4 separate regions of the Mus musculus genome follow, and all the other regions are linked to region 3. A link is a contact called in public Hi-C and HiChIP or PLAC-seq data. All regions are on one chromosome and are shown on one strand. The core of a region is the stretch at or near the end of the contact, and the rest is flanking DNA. Distances in the headings are between cores, read along the strand shown.

Region 1 (3,176 bases), core at 403-2,902, 440 kb after region 3:
TATTGTGAGAAAAGTGTGCTGTGCTGGGGTCCAAGACCGCTGGCTGGCTGTGTGACCTGGGGGAGCCAGCATGCTGTCTCTGAGTGTCCCAGCCCACAGTGTGGTTGTCATTATTGCACGGCTCTTGTGGAGTTGCAGGGCTGTGTCTAGAAGACACGAGGAGCCCTGTCCATGGTTGGCACTGAAGAAATAGCAGCTGGGATTAAAACCAAGCAGCCGTCGTTCTTCCCTGGAGGCTGAAGAGACTGCTCGTGAGTGTGGGTTCCTGTGAAGTCCACCTGGGGTCAGTGGTGGAGGCGTCAGAGTTTCTGTCCATAGAAAGGAGGACAGAGAGAGACCACCACAGAGCTCTGGGCCCTTCACAGCTCTCCTTGGGGCAGGTCTCATTTTGGGAGGCAGTGGAAGGGATGAGAGTGCTCCTTGGAGGGAGGACGTGTTGGCAGCCATGAGATAATGCATCCATGTGTCCCAGGAAAGAAACCTTGTATGGAGACCATCATAGGAAAGGCAGTGTGGTGCCTCTCCACCCCACTGCTTCCTCGCTGGTATGGGGTGATCTTGCTCCAGTTCTCTCTGTCCAGGCGGAGCCCCACAGTGGGCTGTCAGAGCCCCCCAAGCAAGTGGGTACTGCAGCCTGCAAGAGGGTTTTGAAGAAGCAGATGGGCCAGCCTTCTCCAATCAGACCTGGTGAGGGTCACTCCAAGGGAGGTTTTATATTCCCCATCATCCATCTGTAACCAGATTCCCCAGCTTGCATTACTGTCTCCCCCTCTTCTCTTTCTCTCCCCCTCTCTCTTTGTGCTTTTTTCCCCCTTTTCTTTCTTTCTTTTTTTCTCCCTGCTAGGGCCCCTGAGTTTGGGTAGCGTCGAACCATGGGGCTTATGATGTCAAGAATTAGCACAGATTTGCCTAGTGATGGACTCTCACAAACACAAATTCTTTCCACTGGCCTCTTAGGAGATTGCGTTTGGTGAGTCATAAAATCTTGGGGTCTTTTAGCCCTTGGAATGCTACAATTCTTGGCTCAGCAGGGCCCAGAGTATATGTGCTAGCTCTTAGATGGTTTCTGGCCTTTCCTTGTTGCTTGCCTTCCCTTCCCTATGCCATACCCCCTTTTTCCAGCAGGGGGAGCCAGGCCCTCGAGGAACAGGGAGCCCCAGGTGCCTTTGCTCATCTGCTGTCACCTCAGTTTGGGTAGTGGGTAGGCTCAGGAGACTTGAGGGTCAGGTTTACCTAGAAGGTCCACCCAGCCCTAGTTTGGCCCACCAGGCCAGGTATTGAGCGAGCATGTCTGCGCTGTGGTGTTGGGGCGTTGGGGTCTCCACAGGGTGGTCCCGGCTGGGACGCAGGGCCCCTGTGAAGTATTAGGTTCCTGATTCTTCCCGGATCAGCTTTCCCGAAGCAGTCGTCCTGCTGTGAACTTAACTCAGCTGGACTCTGGGGCTTCGGGGGTCTTTTTGATTTTTCTGAAACCCTAACCCAGTCTGGGCACATTCCTGAGGGTTCGTCCTGCCTTCTCCACTGTCAGGGTCTTAGTTTGTGTCTGGGCTTTGGGCATCTTATCTGATATGAGGCTCCACCCTAAGCGCTGCTCAGTACACTCGGTGCAGATTGTTACAGGGTTGTGGGTGGGAGGCGGGAGGAGGCGGAGCAGGGGGCCCTCCGGGGCGGGCAGGAATCTCCCACTGTTCAGATGGGGAATTCTGACTCAGGGAGGCATGGTGGAGCCCTGGAATCCTCAATTCGACATGCAGTAGTGGGTAAGGTGCTTATCCTATGGGTGATTACAAGCACTTGCAAACACACGTTCAGTCAGCAGGCTGTAGGTGTTAGGATTGGCTGGGTTCCCCCCACCCCCCTTGAGAGCCATGTTCCTCACTAGCGAAGAGGGGGCAGGGAGATTTTGGCACTTGGCATAGGGTAATCTGTTCAGATATTAGTCCTTGAGGCTTCAATCGCCTGAGGCCAGCTTGCTGGGTGGGGGTCGGGGACTCTCTGAACCCACTTTGGCCCAAGTCCTTTCTTGAGGCCAACACCCCAACACTGGTTTCTCTGTGGGAAAAGCTGACTGGGGCCAAGCTCGCTCTCCAGCCAGTTTTGTGGTAACAGTCACTGGCTGGGAATCTGAGGCAAGGCTGGCTGGCTGGTGGTGTATGCCCATGTGTGGACATCATAGCTACAACCAGAAGCAGATGGGCTGAGGGTGTAGCTCAGTTGGTAGAGCGCTTGCTTCCCAAGCACAAAGACCCCGGCTTCCCGACCCTAGCACTGCAAAACCAGACGTGGTGGTGTGCGCCTGTAATCCCAGCCCTTGGGAGGTAGAGCGAGGAGGATCGGACGTTCAATAGTGGTCATCCCTGACTGCACAGTGAGTTTGGGGTCAGACTGGGATATATGAGACTCTTTCAAAATAAAAAGAGATGAATCAGGGAACACAAAGCCAAGCTCCTCTCTCCCAGGCTGCGGAAGTGGAGTCGGGTTTGTCCGTGTTGGAAAGTAAATGGCAGAGTCTGGGCTCTCTTGGAGTCCCGAGGGCTCTTCCAGGGGCTTGCTGGAAGCTCCTCTTTTGATTTGATGGCTGAAACTGACTCTTTTTTTTTTCTAGAACACTGGTTCTCAACCTGTGGGTCGTGACCACTTTGGGAGTTGAATGACTCCATTCTCAGGGGTTGTCTAAGTCCACTGGAAAACACAGATATTTACATCATGATTCATAACAATAGCCAAGTTACAGTTATAAAGTAGCAATGAAAACATTTTTATGAGCTAGGTGGTAGTGGCGCACCCCTTTAACCCCAGCACCTAGAAGGCAGAGGGAGGTGGATCTCTGTGAGTTCAAGGCCAGCCTGGTCTACAGAGTGAGTTCCAGAACAGCCAGGGCTACACAGAGAAACCCTGTCTCAAAAAGCCAAATCAAACCACAACAAATGGTTGGGGGTCACCACACCGTGAGGAATTGTGTTAAAGGGTTGCAGCATTGGGAAGGTTGAGAACCACTGCTCTATAATCTAATGGTAGTCCTACTAATCTCTGCTTGGTAGCCTCTGTGGCTGGACCTTAATTCCATGCCCTACACTCACACCAACTCATGCCCCACAACACCTCCAGATGTTTTTGCGCTGCACTGTTGAAGCTGCTACGTTTTGGAGTGACCTTTCTCTCAGCCTGTAGCCTCC
Region 2 (3,215 bases), core at 387-2,886, 260 kb before region 3:
CCAGCCTGATCTACAGAGTGAATTCCAAGACAGCTAGAGATACATAGAGAAACCCTGTCTCGGAAAAACAAAAACAAAACAAAAACCAAAAAACAGGGCTGGTGAGATGGCTCAGCAAGTAAGAGTCTGAAGGTCCGGAGTTCAAATCCCAGCAACCACACAGTGACTCACAACCACCCGTAATGAGATCTGACGGCCTCTTCTGGGCAGGAGTGAGTGGGGTGGGCCGGAGAAAGCAGAGGTCCTAAATTCAATTCCCAACAACCACATGAAGGCTCACAACCATCTGTACAGCTACACTGTACTCATATACATAAAATAAGTAAATATTAAAAAAAAAACAAAGTAGAGGTGGAGACAGGTTTGTTTTTGCTTGATGGGAGCAGAAAGCCTTGTGGTTACAAAAGCAGGCCAGAGCAGGTTAGCAAAAATTCCTGTAAGTGCCTGAGGGTCAAGCTGACCTCAATGTCAGCCCAAGGTCAGGTCAGGATTTAGCAAAGATGTTTTTCTTGCTTCACTCTTATGGCCTCACAGGTGTTCTACATAGACTTACATGTAGGCAAAACAGCCATGCACATGAAGTAAATACACTAGTAATAATTTAAAACTTTGGTGGCCATCGTGGCACATATCTTTAACTCCAGCACTTAGTAGGCAGAAGTAGAGGCAGGCAGATCTCTGAGTTTAGGTCAGCCTGGTCTACATGGAGTATATGAGTACACTATAGCTGTACATATGGTTGTGAGCCTTCATGTGGTTGTTGGAAATTTAATTTTAGGACATCTGCTCGCTCTAGTCGGCCACCACTCACTCAGGCCCAAAGATTTATTTAATAAGTACATGGTCGCTGTCTTCAGACATACCAGAAGAGGGCCAGATCTCACTACAGGTGGTTGTGAGCCACCATTTGAACTCGGGACCTTCGGGAAAGCAGTCAGTGCTCTTACCCGCTGAGCCATCTCACCAGCTCCACAGTGAACCTTTATATTCTACTTTGTGACCTTAACCTTTGGGGCGGGATCTGCGCCATTCTGCATGATGCACACGCATGTTTAGTCATTTGAAGACTTCCCCACTGAGGCTGAGGACGGGAAGACAAGAAGGAAGTAAGACAGTGTATACACAGGGACACAATGATTTCCTAATGGCTAGCTTCAGGGTTTCACAAGTCACCCGAGCACCAGTAGTAGCCCCTAGAAGCCCACAGTTATAGCAGTCCTTCGCTAACCTAGGCCTTCTTGCCTTCCCTGTTCCTTTAAGACTAAAGGAGCCATCGGCTTGGCCCACCAGCTTCCCAGTCATCTTCAACCCCAACACGCCCTGGGAACACAACGCCTTTCAGAAGGCAGATAAATGGCCCTGGATTGGAACCGGGCGTGATTTAAGACGTGGGGGAAGCAGGTGGAGGTGAAAAAAATCTCGGGATCTACACATGGGCTGTCAAATGTCATGGCTCTTCATGGGACACGTGTTCAGAAAATCATGGAGTGGGCATGATTGGAGGGTAGAGCTACTTAGAGGGGAGTAGGAAAAGAAAACAGACAGGCTGAGGGGAGGAACCAAACTGGGAGCCTCACAAGAGGAGCGATGCACCGCCTCCGGCCCTAACCACGCCCACAGAGGGATCGGCGGTCACGTGGTGCCCAGTGGGTTGGCCTCCGGAGTGAAGATGGCGTCAGTGAGGAAGGCTTTCCCGCGGAGGCTGGTGGGCTTGACGTCCCTCCGGGCTGTAAGTGCTCCCCAGGCGGGTGACAGTCATGGGATCGGGCGGGCCTCCTCAGCTGCTGTGACAGGCGGAGGAGCGGGACCGCTCGAGGGACTGTTGCCGGGAGGATTTGAGAGTTCCGGACCCAGCCGGTCTGGCTCAGATCCATTGCAAGAAACGGGGAAACTGAGGCGGCGGGAAGAGAATCGACCCGCTGTGACTGTGGAGACCGGGGACACCATCCTGGGCGTCCTACCTCCCTTACGGTGACCCTGACTCCTTCCCCTATTTGAGCTTCGGATCTCTCCGGCCCTTCATTAGTGGAAAACAGTGTTCAGTGTGGGAAACACAAGCATCCCTGTCTGCCGCCTTACTCGGCCCTTGTTGCTTTTATGGACGCCTGGGGAGAACTTGGATCGCGTGGGCCGGACAGGGATTCCCTCAGAACTGTCCTTTGGGCATGTTTGGTCCTGGCATTCTGACCACGCGCAGTTATTTGAAGGAAGGGGGGGGGGGCAAAAAGAGCTGTGCTGGCTAAACCGCAAACTGGTGTCCGGGTGATCTGCCACTTTCTAGGCTGAGTGACAGAGGTGTGTACTCAGCTTGCTTATACGTAAAATGCAGAGTCTCAGGATGATTTAGTGAGTGACCAGTCAGTCGGTGGTGGTGCTTTGTGAGAGTTGGACTTAGGAGCGATCAGCGCCAGCGTCACTGCTACACCCTCAGCTCTGTGATGGCGCTGTTACGATTTTATGTTGGGGAGTTTAGGCATTGTATTAGCACTTGGAAAAACTACTTTCCTTGCAGCTCGTGGGTGCCTCTCAGAAAGCCCAGAAAGCCACTTCTGGCCGGGCATGGTGGCTCACGCCTTTAATCCCAGCACTCGGGAGGCAGAGGCAGGCGGATTTCTGAGTTCGAGGGGAGCCTGGTCTACAAAGCGAGTTCCAGGACAGCCAGGACTACACAGAGAAACCCTGTGTCGAAAGAAACAAAAACAAAAAAAAAACAAAAAAAAAAAAAAACAAAAACAAAAAAAATGGGAAAGAAAAAGAAAGCCACTTCTGCATCTTTAGTCTACCCACTTCCAATGATTGCTCAGGGATCAAATGAAAAGGCAAATATCAACGTGAAAAGTTAAGGAAATAAACCCGAGGGGGAGAGGGGGAGAGAATGAGAATTAAGTAACATGGTGGGTCATAATATCTATCTATCTATCTATCTATCTATCTAAGACAAAGTTTCTTTCTATATAACTTTGGTATTCACTACATAGACCAGGCTAGCTTCAAACTCAGAGCCTGCTATGACTCTGGGCTTACAGGCATGGACCACCATGCCCAGCTAGGGATAATTTTTACAAACTAGTGTGAGGAAATGATCCCTCATGAGTCTTATGGCACAAGATGGCACTTTTATTTCATTTGGTTTGGTTTGGTTGTTCCGTTTTTGGTTTGGTTTGGTTTTTAAAGGCAGGCTTACTCATCCTTGGCTGTCTGGACTCAATTAGTAG
Region 3 (3,525 bases), core at 63-2,562:
CACACATTCATGCACACAGCAAATTTCTAAAACTGAAAATTTTAAAAAGGGGCTGGACAGATAGATGGCTTAGTGGCTAAAGAATGTTTGTTCTTGCAGATGACCCTGGTTCAATTCCCAACACCTACATGGTGGCTCACCATCATCTGTAACTCTAGTTCCAGGGGATCTGATGCTCTTTTCTGGCCTCCAAGAGCGCCCAATATTCATTCATAAAACCCCAGCAGAATAAAGATGATTATGAATGGGGTATGTGGAGTGAGGGATGGGGGGAGCAGCAGGTGACTAGTTTTAAACAGGGTGGTCAGGATAAGCCTTGTAGTAAAGTTTGAAATGTTTGAGCTAAACCTTGAAAAACAAAACCCCAAATCAAATAAACAAAAACCGAGGGAGGCAGACAGGGAGAAGCAAATTTGGAAGACTCAGCATTGGAGTCTGAAGGAACTGTTAGGGTCACTTAGCATCTGGTCTGGGGAAAGGGGACCAGACGCCAGGGGCCAGGTTGGGCGATGAAGGTGTCAAGAGGAAGCCTCTGAAAGAGCCCTGTGAGATGGACGAAGAAAATAAGGCTTTCAAGAAGAAGCAGAAAGAGTCCAAGGCAATGGGAAGGGCCCCTGGCTCACGGCTGGAATTAAGAAACCAGGCAAAACCAAACCACAACAAAAATACCTGCAAAACAACAACAACAACAACAACAACAAAATCCCGAGCTATTCTGTGTACCTGAGATAATAGTGAACCTCTCCCATTCTTACTTAAACTTATTCGGAGTTATGACATGATTCCTTTTAAAAACCAGAGGGGCAATTGATTCAATGGCACGTAGCTGGCTGATGGCGAAGATCTTATATGGCCTCGGTGGCACAGGCCTTGCCTTTAATCTCAGCACCGGTGAGGTAGAGGAAGACGACTGCTCTGAAGAACCTAGAGTTAAGGAGAAGAGAACAAGTGAACCAGGAGCCAGCCAGAACCAGGAGCCAGGCTCTGTGTCTGTGTGTGTGTGTGTGGTAGGCTTTGGAGGCGGGGCTAGGGAGGGAAGAGGATCGGGGACGGGGGCTGGGAGTCAAGAGCGGAGCCCCAGGAGAACTCTCCCCATCTGTAGGTCTTGGAGGCAGGGCAGAGTGGGGCCAACGCGAGGTTGGGGCGTGACCAGGGAGTTAGGGGCGCGGCTTGGATGTGGCCGGAGAGTGAGGGGGATGGGGGCGTGGTCAGGGAGTTACCAGCGAGTCGGGGCGTGGCCAGGGAGGTAGACAAGTGGTCTGGGGGCGTGGCCGGAGAGAGAAAGGCTGGCGGGCGGGGGCGTGGCGGAGTTAGTTAGGGGCGGGGCGGAGCAGGGAGTGAAGAGGCCTCGACTAGGACGCTGCGGGTGGTGAGACAGGCCCTGCGCAGAGCAGCTATACCAGCACTGTTAAGTGCAGCGTCCCCCGCGTTCCAGGCAGCTCCGGTGTTTTCGCCTCGTTCCCACCATGCCCGAGCAGCTCAGTGTCGCGGAGTTCCTGGCCGTCACCGCAGAGGACCTCAGTTCCCCAGCCGGAGCAGCTGCCTTCGCCGCCAAGATGCCCCGGTGCCGCGGGGCGGCGCTGGCACGGGAGGAGGTGAGGGGCCGAGGCGGGAGGGGACCTCAGGTCAACTTGGGGCCTGGCTTTGACCTTTGCAGGAATGCTTGGAGCTAGGATGGCTCTTCGCTGCGCTCCAGAAACCCGCCCCTCTTAGATCTGTGGGAACCGAGCTCATCTCAAACATCTGTGTCCCCAAGGTGGAGCCTGGGAAGAGAGGACCAGATGGGATCTCGGGGTCACCTCGATACAGACTCCACATGTTGGGGCACATCTCCCATATACTTTGGGCGACTTGCCCATTATATGTGTATTTGCTCAGCGGCTTACAGTTCTGTGTTTTCGTTTTAGAACCCCACAAATATGCAGCCCCTCAGGTCACTCCCTTTCTGAGAAGCAGGCTCAGTCCTGAACTTACCTCTCCCAGGCTGCAAGAGAGAGAGAGGAGGCCCCCTCCTCCTGGCTGCTGGTTCTGAGACTTGGCTTGCCTTGTGGAATGATTGTGAATGGGAAGGCGCCAGGAGCCGGGGTTCACCTTGGCTGCTGCGGGCCAAGTTTATAGGCTCCTCTCCCCTCCCCTCTCCTCTTTGTGTTTTCAGGCAAAGTGTCCCAGGCTCTTTCTTTCGCCCTTGTAGGCTGCCCCACCCCATTCCCAAGCTCACTGGAGTTCATTCCTCTTCTCTGGATTCGCTGCAGGTTTTCATCCCCTAGGAATACACTGGAGCAGAGAGCCTGTAGTCTGGGGCCAGACGGGGATAATATGAACCCAGCTCTCTTCTAGAGAATGCCCTGGGTTGAGGTGGCATTTTGGACTTCAGTGGTCAGTCTGGCCTTCTCTATAAGTTGTACCTACTGTGTGGCAGATACAAAGCTACCCAGAAATACCCTGAGCTGAGGTCTTAGGAAATCTCCCTTCCTCTTCTCCCCTGACTGGCTGGCTCTCTGTCTGGACTTTTTCCTCTTTGGTAAGGAAGGCAGACAATTATACAAAGACTGTCGGATTTCAAATGATGCATAGGTTCAGAGCCACCACGCCTCAGGACCCTTCAGCATCTTTAGGGATTTTATCCATCATCCTCTCCTCCAGGTTGTCCATTACAGTGTTGGATCAGAGGGGAGAGATCTGCTCTGGCTAAGTGTCCATGCATTTGACTGACCTTACCTGACTGTGTAAGCTCAGATTTGCCTCAGGTCAGGCCAGACAAAATCCAACTTTTTTCCTTTTTTCTTTTTCTTCTTTTTCTTTTTCTTCTTCTTTTTCTCTTTTCCTTTCTCTTTCTCTTTCTTTTTCTTTTTTCCTTTCTCCTTCTCTTCTTTTTCTTTTTCTTTTTCTCTTTTCCTTTCTCTTCTCTTTCTTTTCTTTTTCTTTTTTCCTTTCTCTTTCTTTTTCTCTTTCTCTTTCTTTTTCTTTTTCTTTTCCTTTTTCTTTTTCTCTTTCTTTCCCTTCAGATCCATGTGCTTGCAAGCTTTCACTTTTGCAACAGAAAGGCAGGAGATCCCCAAACTCAGCTTTCCCCCTCACCATTCCAGCGTCCCCCAAATGAAAAGTCTGACTTACGACTTAGAGATTTTGCTGGAGCTTTCTGGTTGGTTTCGTGGTCATGTCTCTCTGTTATTGTGCTGGGCTTACATGTAGTTTGATACTGGGATTTTTTTTTCCTCCCTCCAGTACTGGACATGACTAACCTAATACCAGGCTTGAAACCGCGGTTGCTTCCTGAATCAAGGCTCCTAGCTCTAACCAGTTTCCTGAAACTAACTAGAGACTCTGTTCTAGGATCTGCAGGACTTTTTTGTCCACCTTACTGGGAAGGACCCTGGACAGGTCATAGGAACCAAGAATGTCCAGGCTGAAGGACCCTGGCAATAGAGAAATCAGCTAGAATTGCTCTCATTTAAGATGTTAAAACCCATACACAGAGAGGGCAAGACACTGCCTGAGCTCCCAGAGCAAGGGATTAAGGTAGCT
Region 4 (3,525 bases), core at 927-3,426, 310 kb after region 3:
AACAAAACAAAACAGAAAACAAACAAACAAACAAAACCACCATAAAACAGAAGGATATTAAAAGACTATTTGAAACTTGGATCTGTAGGAAGTGCATTAATGTGTATCCCAAGTGACTGTTCTAATAACAAATGCCTTGTTGGGCCTTTATAGGGTGGCCCAGCACTGTGGCATTTTCTGATGCCAGTTGCAAAGAGCAAGGAAGTCAAGTCAGCTTTTGCTTTGGGAAGGAGTGGTGACTTACTACTGAGCCTAAGATACAAAGGACATAGCTTTCTAGTTCTTTGCAGAGCCCCTCTCCTTGTGACTGGAAAAATCTGCAATTCAAACTTGTTTGGCTTTAACTATGGGAGTTTATTTTCAACACAGAAGTCACTTCAACTCAGGATAGCTTCATAATTCTTGTAGAACACTCAGCTACTTGGATACATCTGACTCTAGAACAAATGTAATGGCTATGCTCTAAAGTTATATAGGATACTCTGGCTCTATGCTGGACAGGGCTTCATATTCTTCTAGGTGGGTGGAGAGCTTTCCATTCCTTTCTTAATAAAAAACATTTAGCTGATTTTCAATCATGCCCTGTCTTGTCTCTCATTTTTTCTTTGCATTTCATTCTGGTTTGCTACAGCTCAGCTCTTCCACTTGTGGCTCAACACAAAGCGTGAGCCACAACTTGGTACATGGTTGGTTATTGGAAGAGAAACTTAAAATGCAAGAGGTGGGAAGGCATTAGGGCTTTTGTTCTGTTTGAAGGGAGCATTAGGATGAGTAATGTGAGCATAGGGGAATGTGGATTCTAAGGTTCAGTAACAATATATGTATAGATCAACTATTTGGGGAAATAGAATTTTGGGTTGCTGACAGGGCAGAAATATTTGGAGAAGCTTCCATTTTGATAAAGAAGTTATTTTTAGTTTGTAGAAAAAGAGTGGTTTCATCATCATACTGGAATCTTGCAGTTATGTTTGTAACTCAAACTAATCGGCTTATGTGCCAGAGAAGTGTCAGGTGGCATGCTCGTTTCCTCCTGAGTTTGAGGACTGCTTGGCTTAACTCCTGCAGTGCTATGGCTGGGCTGCGGGGCATTGTTAGGGGGTGTCATGGATGACAAGGGTGAGCTGCTGCTGGTTTAGATGCTGGCCTGAGCAGAGAACACGCATGCTGTGCTCAGCTCCATTGTATTCACTTGGGCTACACTGGCTGCCATAGGTGCTGTGTATGGTGCGTAAAACCTGTGCATGCTAGGCATATTTTGGTAAAACTGTTTTAAAACCCAGTTTGCTTGACTCAGTTGCCCAGTCTCTTGGTTCTCACCCTAGATATTTTATTTCCCACAAGTGGTTTTTAATGGATTTTAAGTTCCCAGCTATCATTCATGTATCGCACTTCCATAAATATATGTGCCCAATGTAGGTGTTAGTGTTCTTGGTTATTTTTTTTCTTTAGTGTTTCTTATATTATTCATTGAAGAATATCTGGCTAAGTATTTAAACAATTTTAATTTTAAAATTTGGAAAAGACTGTTTAAATTACTAAGTCAGAAAAATGTAGTTTGTGGCTTAGTTTTGATTTAGGTACTTTGATCATTGTACAGGAGAATGTAGACTCAAGAAGATGTCATTTCAACTCTTTGAAGAAGCTAGAATGGTGAGGAGAAAGCAGTAGACTTAAGTAAAACAATGTCCTATAAACAGTTGACTGAATGAGGGCTGGTGGGAGGATATCTTCCTGCTGGGACATGTCTTGCCCTAATTTCTCCAGCTTTATACATAATAGAAGCTTATGAGTATGACTGTTTGAAGTCTTGGAGATTTTTCCTTCCTGGACTGGCCTTATTTTTTCTTAAAAGAGTAAAAATGAAGGCTGGGATTGTGGCTTAGTGGTAGAGCACTTGCCTAGCATGTGCACAGTCCTGCTCTCAGTGTCTGTCACAAAAGTGACAAAAACAACTAAACAAAACTATAATAAAATAACTTGCTCCTCATCTGTGCATGCACCATAGTAGGGCTGGCTCTTGTCAAGAGGGTGCAGGTGAGCCAGCCCTTAGGGCAAGAGTGAGGAAGAACTGCTTTCTCCCATCCCCCATCATGAGAGAAGGTGAGCTGTCCCTGTCCCTGGCCAGCTGCAGCACTTGGGAGAGTAGGCCAGGTGCCATGATTGGGCTGCACAGTGGAGCTGGCTCAGGAGTTGTGGGTGTGGGTAAGCAGCCCCAAGGGCATGAGAGCAGGAGAGCTGACCCTGTCTCCTGCCAGTGGCAGCATTGGGTGGCCTAGCTGGAGCAGTGCTGGAGAATTTGCCCTGGTGGCTTGGATAGGGGAGAGCTGGTACACTGACTAGTTCAGCTACCACCCAGGCCCAGATCTGTATCATCTGAGAATGATTGGGATGTGTGAAAGGGCCAGCCCTGCTGACCCAAAGCTGCAAGATCTCCATGACACAGGGCAACAACAATATAATCAGGAGGAGTCCTGGTGAACATCCAGTATTGATGGTGTCACGGAAGCCAGAGAACTTGAACCAGACCAATGACTCGTTTGCAAGTAAAGATGTGTAGACAGAGGGATACATTGTGGGACACACTCTAACATACTACAGCTTCCATGATATTTTCCTCTGTGTGTTTTGTGGGGGGAGGTTTGCAAGAGTGCCAGTGGATATGAGGGGTTGGGGAGGTGAGCAGAACTGGGGTGCATGATGTGAAACTCACAAAGAATCAATAAAAAGTTAAAACAAAAAATAGCTGGTGAAGCTGATAGTCGGGGGTGGAGGGTGGGGGTGGGGGATAAGAAAAGCTTGCAGTCACAGCTAGAGGGTTACTCTATTTGGGGAGGCCAGAGGGGTGGCAGCAGTGATAAATTTCTCTCTCCTAGGCCTGAGGAAACTGCAGTGAAAACCCTTCTTCAGTTGTTTACCTCCGGCTAACAATTTTTTTTCTTTTCCTTTTAAAAAGATTTATGTATATTTATTTTATATGAGTATAGGTAGCTGTCTTCAGACACACCAGAAGAGGTTAGGATCCCATTACAGATGGTTGTAAGCTACCATGTAGGTGCTGGGATTTGAACTCAGGACCTCTGGAAGAGCAGTCAGTGCTCTTAACCACTCCCGATAGGAAATTATTTAAAAGTTGAGCCTCAGCTTTTCTTCTTAATATATAAAATAGTTTTGGCAATCTTGTAATCTGAGAGGATTGTTTTGAGGACTGAGAGTGTGTATGAGTGTAGGTCATCTGAGCCATGAAGTACTGTGTAAGCATGGGCAGTAGGAGGTATATTATTTCTTTTGTTTTGTTTTCTGAAACAGAGTCTTGGTATGTTAGCCACGCAAGTTTTGAATTCTTGCCTCAATTTTCTGAATAGCTGAAAGGTATATTATTCAGAGAGTAAGAGTAGGGTTTGGAACAGGAAATAAACAAATAGGCACTTACAATACTGAATAAATCTAGGATCTGTCAAGAGACCTGGTTCTTACTGGATTCTTTGTTACTAAAGCTGTAAGAAATCCTAAGGGAAATGGAGCAGT

The links. A called contact is a pair of places that touch in the nucleus more often than the background predicts. HiChIP or PLAC-seq counts read pairs in DNA pulled down with a chosen protein or histone mark.
Region 1: an H3K4me3 HiChIP or PLAC-seq map of embryonic basal ganglia shows a contact between it and region 3, with 2.8 times the contacts expected there. The contact joins the enhancer-like site here to the promoter of Asap3 in region 3. A contact is called at or near these places in 3 of 39 promoter capture datasets (cranial neural crest, frontonasal cranial neural crest and hippocampal neurons), 1 of 15 datasets of contacts at CTCF or cohesin (embryonic stem cells), 7 of 115 datasets of contacts at active chromatin or transcription factors (craniofacial prominence, embryonic basal ganglia, embryonic forebrain and 4 more) and 1 of 9 other capture datasets (embryonic stem cells).
Region 2: an H3K27ac HiChIP or PLAC-seq map of microglia shows a contact between it and region 3, with 4 times the contacts expected there. The contact joins the promoter of Hmgcl here to the promoter of Asap3 in region 3. A contact is called at or near these places in 4 of 39 promoter capture datasets (hippocampal neurons, neural stem cells, pre-B cells and 1 more), 1 of 15 datasets of contacts at CTCF or cohesin (large pre-B cells), 1 of 484 Hi-C or Micro-C datasets (double positive thymocytes), 7 of 115 datasets of contacts at active chromatin or transcription factors (bone marrow-derived macrophages, craniofacial prominence, fetal liver and 4 more) and 3 of 9 other capture datasets (adipose tissue, liver and pancreatic islet).
Region 4: a contact with region 3 is called in a Hi-C map of liver, with 3 times the contacts expected there. The contact joins the enhancer-like site here to the promoter of Asap3 in region 3. A contact is called at or near these places in 9 of 39 promoter capture datasets (the 3T3-L1 cell line, the C10 cell line, cranial neural crest and 5 more), 1 of 15 datasets of contacts at CTCF or cohesin (embryonic stem cells), 4 of 484 Hi-C or Micro-C datasets (the G1E-ER4 cell line, the N1E-115 cell line, liver and 1 more) and 1 of 9 other capture datasets (adipose tissue).

The regions. Positions count from the first base shown.
Region 1 is chr4:136,647,954-136,651,129 of GRCm38.p6, forward strand. Ephb2 (Eph receptor B2) reads right to left here. Exons shown (of 16, transcript NM_010142.4): 16 at 1-3,176. Among named protein-coding and RNA genes, the nearest start is that of Lactbl1, 27 kb to the left of the region's middle. Within about 2 kb of position 1,653, at least 55 of the 459 cell types and tissues checked have an H3K27ac peak or open chromatin away from gene starts, as enhancers often do. A contact at or near this core is called in hippocampal neurons, where this site is marked.
Region 2 is chr4:135,944,812-135,948,026 of GRCm38.p6, forward strand. Hmgcl (3-hydroxy-3-methylglutaryl-Coenzyme A lyase) reads left to right here and starts at 1,637. Exons shown (of 9, transcript NM_008254.3): 1 at 1,637-1,729. The coding sequence starts at 1,670.
Region 3 is chr4:136,205,053-136,208,577 of GRCm38.p6, forward strand. Asap3 (ArfGAP with SH3 domain, ankyrin repeat and PH domain 3) reads left to right here and starts at 1,313. Exons shown (of 25, transcript NM_001008232.2): 1 at 1,313-1,595. The coding sequence starts at 1,467.
Region 4 is chr4:136,510,910-136,514,434 of GRCm38.p6, forward strand. All of the region lies in intron 1 of Luzp1 (leucine zipper protein 1), which reads left to right. Among named protein-coding and RNA genes, the nearest start is that of Luzp1, 43 kb to the left of the region's middle. Within about 2 kb of position 2,177, at least 36 of the 459 cell types and tissues checked have an H3K27ac peak or open chromatin away from gene starts, as enhancers often do. A contact at or near this core is called in liver, where this site is marked.